3 separate regions of the Gossypium hirsutum genome follow, and regions 1 and 2 are each linked to region 3. Evidence: chromatin contacts called from public Hi-C data. All regions are on one chromosome and are shown on one strand. Each heading gives the region's core, a stretch centred on a gene start, on an enhancer-like site or on the middle of the called end of the contact. The rest is flanking DNA. Distances are from core to core; before and after follow the strand shown. Region 1 holds the start of LOC107952011 (serine carboxypeptidase-like 45). Region 2 holds the start of LOC107886724 (ADP-ribosylation factor GTPase-activating protein AGD3). Region 3 holds the start of LOC107886726 (histone-lysine N-methyltransferase, H3 lysine-9 specific SUVH4).

What was found. Hi-C and Micro-C count contacts between places; a contact is called where the count stands out from the background.
Region 1: a contact with region 3 is called in a Hi-C map of leaf, with 2.3 times the contacts expected there. The contact joins the promoter of LOC107952011 here to the promoter of LOC107886726 in region 3. A contact is called at or near these places in 3 of 34 Hi-C or Micro-C datasets (all in leaf).
Region 2: a contact with region 3 is called in a Hi-C map of leaf, with 3 times the contacts expected there. The contact joins the promoter of LOC107886724 here to the promoter of LOC107886726 in region 3. A contact is called at or near these places in 5 of 34 Hi-C or Micro-C datasets (callus, hypocotyl and leaf).

Annotation. Positions count from the first base shown.
Region 1 is chrA03:104,483,218-104,486,320 of Gossypium_hirsutum_v2.1, forward strand. LOC107952011 (serine carboxypeptidase-like 45) reads left to right here and starts at 1,661. Exons shown (of 10, transcript XM_016887241.2): 1 at 1,661-2,210; 2 at 2,297-2,398; 3 at 2,546-2,641; 4 at 3,034-3,103. The coding sequence starts at 1,958.
Region 2 is chrA03:104,593,452-104,596,422 of Gossypium_hirsutum_v2.1, forward strand. LOC107886724 (ADP-ribosylation factor GTPase-activating protein AGD3) reads right to left here and starts at 1,460. Exons shown (of 19, transcript XM_016810774.2): 1 at 555-1,460. The coding sequence starts at 599.
Region 3 is chrA03:104,730,611-104,733,453 of Gossypium_hirsutum_v2.1, forward strand. It overlaps LOC107886726 (histone-lysine N-methyltransferase, H3 lysine-9 specific SUVH4), which reads right to left and starts at 1,266. Exons shown (of 17, transcript XM_016810778.2): 1 at 1,052-1,266; 2 at 1-772. The coding sequence starts at 744.

The sequences.
Region 1 (3,103 bases), core at 411-2,910, 250 kb before region 3:
TGTCCCTCATCCTTGAGTATGATTTTCGCTTGGTATACTTACCTGATAAATTGATAGAGGTGTCTTGCTGAATGAAAAAAGTCACATAATAAATCTGTGATGGTTGGAGGCCTTGCCAATTATGATGTGACAAGATAAATTTCAAGAAGGATATATATGTGATTACTTAAATGGATAAGCTTTTATGTTGGGGAGCCTTGAGTTATCCCCTTAATAATTTATTACCATTTAGGTGTTGATGTAAATATATATATCTAATTTAATAAAAGAATGAATTGAGAAATATCAACAAAGAAATTGATTTTTATCTATAAAAAAAAAGAAAAGAAATTGATTTAACACTTCATATGACCTTTCAAATGAATTATGCCATCTAAATTCTTAATTTTTTTTTACCAAGAAAGCGATTAATTGGATAATTTGACTAAAGTTAAACCTGCCAAGAAATTGAGGAAAAAGACTTGTGCAACTGTATATAATGTCGAAGCTGAAGCTCGAACATTAGTTCCTTTCTCAACCAATCATCAAGTTTCCCATCTGTTTTTTTCCTAGTTCGTTCCAAAATTTTTATTGAGAGAAATTAGAGTCAACGTTGGATCGAATCGAGTCAAATTTAGTGAAAAAGTTTCGAATTAACTGAGTTGATGAGTCTTATTTTATTATTCTAATTTAATTTAAATTTTTTTCGAATCAAGTTGAATAAATTAAAATTCAAGCTAGATTAAATCGAGTAAAATAGTTCGAGTTAAATTAAAAGCTTAAACATGACAAATTAAAATATTGTTATAATATAATTAATTCCATATTAGAGCACATAAATTTAAAATTATATATATTTGAAAACTTTTTCAAAGCAAGATAATAATAAAAATATGATATTTTAGTATGACAAACTTAAATTATTAATTAACTTATTTAGGTTCCAAAATTATTATTTTAAAAAAATTTTAGAATTTTTATAAATATTTTGATTTTTGAATTTTTTTTGAATTTTTTGTTGGGAGAGATCAGTTTATTCGTTTTCTAACCTTAACAAGGATAAAAAAGATATGTGTACTAATCTGTTATTCAAACCGTAAAAATTAACTTAAAACTCGAATTAATTATTTAAATTTGACTTGAATAATTTAAAATTTAATTTTTTTTAATTTTTTCGAAGTGAACTTTGTTGAACTCTAGTACAACCTGATATGCCTCTGCTATGTCACCGTGACGCATTCACTTTGCTCTGATATTTGAAAAGCAAAAATGCGAATTAGAGGGAAACCCCCTCCCCTAAAAACAAAAAGCAAACAGTGGGAAAGCGTTAAGCATGGTGTGAAGATGGCTATTTGTCCTTGTAAGCATAACACAACACAATCTGTATGCTCTATGTTGTTACCAAAAACCATAGGTGACAAGAAGTCAACAACATAAAAATAGAACAATGTATTCTTTGGCTTACTGTAGTATCATAGACTAGTAGAAGAAAGTAGTTTCTATTTCTAACACAACAAAATAAAATAAACACAATGGTGGTGTTGGTGTAAGCTAAGGCTGAGTTAATGGGGGAGCTTTACAATGCACATTCTCTCTTTTCGTTTTCTGTAACAGTTAGCCAGTGACCCACTCCTGCAGTCCTGCTCACCATCTCCTAATCTCAACTCTAACAGACCATTTCCAAGTGAAGAGAAAGTGAACCAACAATTTACCCAACAACCATCTGTTTTAGGCTTTTAGCTCCTACACTACATTATATTTTTATTTATATTTTATATATAATAAATGTAATAGAATAGTAACAAAAGTACAGGACTCTCTTTATAAAATCCAACCCCACTCAGCAACATTGTTGTCAAGTCTACTTTCTTGTCTCTCTTTCTTACTCTGATTTTTATTTTTTATTTTTTATATTTCCGTTCTCTTAGACTTATCTGAGGGGAAAAAAAAAAAAACAAAAACAAAAGAAGTAGACACCATGCTTGGTTTAGCCTGGAGATCAGTAGCATTGGGCTTAATTCTACTTGAGGTTTGGTTTTCTGTTCAAGTGGAGTGTTTTCCGGCTCTGTTTGATCGGATATCTCAACTACCGGGTCAACCCAAAGTCGGGTTTCAACAGTATGCGGGCTATGTGACCGTTGATAAGAGAAAGCAGAGAGCTTTGTTTTACTACTTTGCTGAAGCTGAAGTAGATCCAGCATCCAAACCTCTTGTCCTCTGGCTCAATGGAGGTCTCTCACTTTTTTCAGTCTCTCGTTTTCAGGCCTACAAGATAATGCTTCTATCACGTTTTCTAAGTTCCTGTTGTGAATTATAGGACCTGGATGCTCTTCACTGGGGGTTGGAGCCTTCTCTGAGAATGGACCGTTTAGGCCTAGCGGGGAAGTGCTGGTCAAGAACGAATATAGCTGGAATAGAGGTATGCTTATGTATTTACGGTTGTTTGTTCATGTTGTTAATTATGGTGTTTTTGCATTACTGGTAAGTGGATAGGGGTTTTTCAGATCTTAGAAACACATGCCTGCACAAGCACAAGTTGATTGTTAGCAATCTCATTCTATTGCAGAGGCCAATATGTTGTATTTGGAGGCCCCAATTGGAGTTGGCTTCTCTTATTCCGCTGACGACTCCTCTTATGAGGCTGTTAATGACAAGATCACTGGTACCACTCTCTCCAATCTAAACCCATTTTCCCTAATGTTCACTCACTTTAATGTATGCAAATAACCTTAAGTTGTAGAAGAAACAGAGTTTCTATACTGAATATTCAATAGAGCTTCTTTGCCTTTTTATTTTTTATTTATTTCGGGGTTATCTTACTTTTTCCCCTTCTTTTTTTGATTTCTTTTATCACGCAAAGGGGTCCGAGAATATTTCACAATGCTGTAGTGACATTGCCGTCCGTATTTGTCTTTCACTTTACAATGATGCCATGTTCATTCATCACTGTTCTTTTTTCGTTTTTTTTTAAAATTTCTTTTACTTGTCTTACAAAAGTTTATCTCCCCAAGTTACCTTTCATCTTTCTAACTTTTGTCTCTTTTGTTATTGTAGCTAGGGACAATCTGGTATTTTTGCAAAATTGGTTCCTCAAATTCCCCCAGTACAAGAATAGAAGCCTCTT
Region 2 (2,971 bases), core at 210-2,709, 140 kb before region 3:
AACTTAATCCCATCAAATTAAGAAAACATAAGAGATCATTTGAAAATCAGTGCCCTATAGTTTCAATTTTCAGAAAATACATCTTATCGCAAACCAGGAGAGATCAAGGATCACTCTTTAAACAATCTTTTAAACCCACCAATCATGGATACTGATAGTCAAGCTAGATATCGAACTAGGCACATGCTCCAACTCTATTTAGAATAAAATAAATCTCCCCAAATCTACAAAACATTTTTTATGCAAAATATACAACCATTAATTATACAAAAACTACCGCTGATCTAGCCAAATTCTTTGAAGCAGCCATTAGAAAGATAAAATTAATGGGGAAAATATTCCCCTTTTATTTTGTTTCTTTTGCCTTATTTTCTCCGACAACCAAAGGGGAACAAAGCACTGAAGGTTACAAAAATGGCAATCAAAATAAGCAACCTGAAATAATTCAGCTAAATATGTAAACAATTTTGGAGGGTGGAGGGGGGGGGAGTATGTAAATCTACAATGTCCTCGACTTCGTTCCAGCTAAGTAAAGAACGTCGAGAGAGAGAAACCTGCTTGCGAAACATGGGAGAGTCATCGAGCTTAGCGAAATGCATTGTGGAGGCCAAGATTCTTTCTTCTCTTCACGATAAAATCTTAATTAACATTACATCAATGCTCGATCCTTCGTAGAATAAGACTAAACCCCTGAGATCTCCCCTTCACTCTGATTCAAACCCTCCCAAAAAGTAAAGACGAGGTGACTTGACAACAGTCGGCTTCCAGAGCAAGAAATTCAGCTCCATCAACTCGATTCACATGGATTTCACGGCATTTAATTTAACAGAAAGTTTTTTTTTTTAATCTTGTTTACAGTTCTTTTTTTCGCTTTATGTGTAATACTATTTGCTTTGAGGTTTCAATTTAACACAAAGAAAGGTAAAAAAATATATATAACCGAAAGAAGATAAATAAAATAAAACCCTAGAAAAGAGAAAGTGGAGGAGGAAGGAAGGGACAAGAAAACATAAGATTTTATTAGAGGAAGTGGAGGTTGTTTTTAAGGGTGAGAGCCTTGGGAATTGAGAGAGTGAGTGAGTAAGGAAGAAACTAAAACAAAAAGGAAAAAGAAAAAGAAATTAATTAGTCCATTTTCCATACATTAAACCTAAAAAATGTCCATAACATGCGTGAAGGTGAGACACAAAGACAACTTAGATAAAAGCGAAAACACACAGACATAATTAGCCCTTCCCTTCCCTTACTTTTTTTTTTCCTTTTAATCTACGATTTCGTTTAGTGGAGCCAAAATTTTTAACAGCGTGCTGTGGATACCAAAACCTACGTCGTCGTTTCGAGGATGTTCTTGAAAACGGCGTTACGACTGTGTGTTTCTGACAGGAGCTACCTTCCTTACCCCTCCCTCATTCAGAGAGAAAAAAAGGGGAAAAGAGAAAGGTGAAGAGTACAAGTGGAGAAGCGTGTAATGAAATATCTACTTTTTGAAGTTTGAATTGGTGGGAGATTGGAAAATAACGCGCCATGAGCGAGTGGTAGTAGATCATAGAAACTGAAAGATGCTTCTGTCTCGCTAACTCAGCAATCGAGGAAGCGGGACCCAAACTAGAACTACTCTCTTTCCTCTTCCATTTTGATTTTCTTGCTCCGGTCGGTCCCGTCACCTGCCAAATTTTAATTATCATTCTTTTTGGATAATTGAACGCAATCTGCATAGATTACATTTCCATCCATTGTATTCATATATGTTCCAAATCTTAATTAATCATAATAATTTTTTATAAATTCGAATATTTATTCTTTCTAAATGTAAATTTCTCTGAGACTTGGTGTTGATCAAAATATCTAGCATATATATTATGAATCGGTGGAAAGAGAGGAGGGCGAAGGGTGGGGACCTGAAAATTAAAATTGTAATGGAAAGGCAACCAAGAAATTTCAGCCTTACTTGAGCACAGTTACTCAACTCATCACCGCCCCCAAAATATCTGCAACAATTGAACATGACATTTGTTGTGGGCATTTTTGTTCTGGGCAGTCGAGATGATAGATCCTCTCCTCTGCTCTTTGAGACAGTATTTCTTGGGACCTAAATTTGCTTTTCGTCCATCATATGTTAAGTTCTATATTTCGGGATAGCATTTCTCGAGCTTTGTTACTGGGATATGAGAACATGTTTGATTGGGATTTTTTCCTTTTTGGTATGACAGTCATTTTATTCGAGCTAAAAAGATGGAGGCTCTTGATTGCTTTGCCGACTATTTTACCTATTTTCATGGATTCTTATAAAAGGTGATGGTCATGCTTGCTAGAATGTAGCAACGAGCTACTTTATCAAATTTCTTTCAACGTTTTCTAGTCTCGGCTTCAGTGATCGGAGAACCATTATTATCAATAACTGTTTTAGTTTGTTACAGTTCATGATAATCATGAAATTCCTGTTGTATTCCTTATTTTCATTCAGTTTGTTCTTTGTCACAGCTCATAACAATTATGAAGTTCCTATTCTATCCCTTAGTTATTTTCATTCAGTTTGTTGTTACTAAGTATGTTTAGTAAGTGAATAAGTATCATTTTCAAATTAAAAATAAAATATTCATTAATTAATATTTTTGTATTAAACAAATATTTGAAAAGCCTTTTGCAATATTTAATATGCATTAAGATGATGCATACGTTTAAATTAAATCTTGAAAATATTTGTATGTCGTTGCAACGATAATTCCTACAAACATTGAATTAAGTCACATTGGGGCAATATTAATCAACTAGTAAGAACATGGATTTCCATCCAATTAATACGTGAACCTAATTTCTTAGGTATTCACACGTACTAATAATTGCTTCGCATTTGGCCATCATTCTAACTTTAGTAGATCTTTGTGGGAAGTTACTTAATTAGAATGATGTTTAGTGTATAACCATTAAATCAACACCCATCACATCATGTACCAAAAATGAGTCGTCTTGG
Region 3 (2,843 bases), core at 16-2,515:
ACCATTAGGTAGATTTTGGAACCTTGGGCTAACTCTAGTATTTGATTTCTTTCTTGGGTCGGTTGCATCCCATATCTTCTCAAATTTTGGTAGATTTTGGAACCTTGGGCTAACTCTATTTGATGTCTTTGTTGAGGGAGTTGCATCCCTTTTCTTCTCATTGTTGGAGTTACCACCATTAGGTAGATTTTGAAACCTTGGGCTAACTCTAGTATTTGATGTTGTTCTTGAGTCGGTTGCATTCCATATCTTCTCAATATTTGGTAGATTTTCGAACCTTGGGCTAGCACTAGTATTTGATGTCTTTGTTGAGAGAGCTGCATCCCTTTTCTTCTCATTGTTGGAGTTACCACCATTAGGTAGATTTTGAAACCTTGGGCTAACTCTAGTATTTGATTTCTTTCTTGTGTCAGCTGCATCCCGCATCTTCTCAAATTTTGGTAGATTTTGGAACCTCGGGCTAACTCTAGTATTTGATATCTTTGTCGAGTCAGTTTCATTCCGTATCTTCACAATCTTTGAGTTAGGGCTAGCTCTAGTATTTGATTTCTTTCCTGAGTCAGTTGCATTCCTTATCTTCTCAATGTTTGAGTTCCCAACATTTAGTAGATTTTGAAACCTTGGGCTAACTCTAGTATTTAATGTTTTTCTTGATTTTGTTGCATTCCATATCTTCTCAATGTTCGATTTACCACCGTTTGGTAGATTTTGAAACCTTGGACTAACTCTTCGCTGTATTTCCATTTAAAAAATTGAAACCACGCTACAAGATCTGCATGCAGAGGAATATTAGAATGTCGGAGTAAGCGGAAATACAAAAGAAATTTTCTACTAAAAACACGTCTACAGATCACACTAGCTCTCTAAATTTTCATAGAAAAAAAAAGAATGGAGTGAATTAGCAGAATCGATTTCAAGGTGCGTAGTAAATCTTTGAGAACATAAAGAACCAGCATTGTTTTATTAGACTCATTCTAGATGGAAAATTGATTTGCAAGTATAGAAAAAAAAATCGAAGAAAAAGGAGGGAAAAGAGAGTGGAGAAGCCTACCAGTGAAAGGAGAGCTGGAATGTTGGAGGAGACTGAACTGGAAAGTTGCCGTCTTTTAGAATCGAGTCTAGGGTTCGTAAAACTATTCTTCTTGACATGGGTTTTCCGATTTAGAGATTGAGAGCAGCGGGAAAGCTGAGATTTTGACGGATTTGAATAAAAGTCTCAAAGCATGATTCTCACATTCAAGATTCTGCTCTCTCTCATTCAACCTTTTTGCCAATACAATATAATATATATATACATATATAAACATATTATAAAATACAAGTATATAATATTTTAGTGAATACTAGAAAAATAGGTTAAGTAAACTACATTTAAAATGTTAACAAAAATATTAAAAATAAAAAAAAACGCACATGCTTCAAAAAAAATAAAATCAAGTGTTATAATATCTCTTAACTTGTAAGTTTTCATAGTACCAAAAAAATTAAAAATACATGTTTTTTTTAAATAAATATTTTCACTTTAATTAGTAAAAAAAATATCTTCATTCAGACTTTATTTATGATATATTTTTTTATATTATTAAAATACTCTAATTATCATAATAATTAATATGTTTAATTTTATTTATTTAATTAAAAACACATAAAATCATTCATGAAAATTGAGAAAAAAAGAAGTCCAAAATTATATTACTCCAGAGTTTGTGCCACTAGGCATGTCGAGGGACTGTAGGTAAGCCCAAATCAAATTCGAGTAGATTTTTAGGCATTGGGCTTCAAAATTTAGTACGGTGCTCTAAAAGAAAAAATATTTCAAAATTATACATAAATTTTAATTTAATATATAATATTATATATTTAATTTAATTTTAATTCAATTTTCACAATATAATAGCATTGTTATTTATGTGTCATTATTTTTCATCATATTATATAAAAATTGCTAATGCAATATTTTATTAAACTAAAACATAAATTAATAAATTTAAATTATTTTTACGTAGATTAAAAAAATATATATCTTTACCAATGTACTAGTGGAAAGATAATTTAAATTTACGTAGATTATTTCCAAAAAGAATAATTTAAATTATGTGGAAATATTAAAATTTACTAATTCATTTTTTAGTTTAGTAAAATATCAATAAGTAATTTGAATTTTCACTGACTTCAAGAAAAATAATGTTACTTAGATAATATTGTAAGTGTTACATGAAAATTGAATTAAAATTAAAATTTTATGTATAGAATTTGTACTAGACCGAAATTCTTGTATAATATTGTACATTAAATCAAAATTTATATATACTTTTAAGATTTATCTCAATATAAAATAACTAAAATTTAAATTTAAAAACAAGACATAACACAATAATTTAAAACGAATCTAAACCCAAATTTCAAATAAAGTAAACCTTGGATAAACTCAAATCGAACGAAATTCAAAGCATTCTATTTATATCAAGCTACTGCCTCAGAGCCAATTTTCTTCTTTAGCAGACTAATATGGAACACTGGATGAATTTTGGCATCATTTGGGAGCTCTAATTTGTAAGGTACAGCCTACAGGTCCAATTTTTTGAATGATAGTGTAGGGTCCAAAGTATTTGAGATTCTTTCTTGAGCTAGTAAAGTTTTCTTGTAAGGTTGAATCTTCAAAAAAAACCTTATCTCTAATTTGAAATTCTCTCTTAGACATGTTCCTATCTACATAATACTTCATCCTTTGCAGCGTTTTCTCAAATTGCTCAACCAACATTTTGCCAAGTTGTTCTCTTTTTTCAAGCAGCTCTTCAACAATAACTACTCTAGCATTTATGCTTGCTTCCCATGCAAAATCA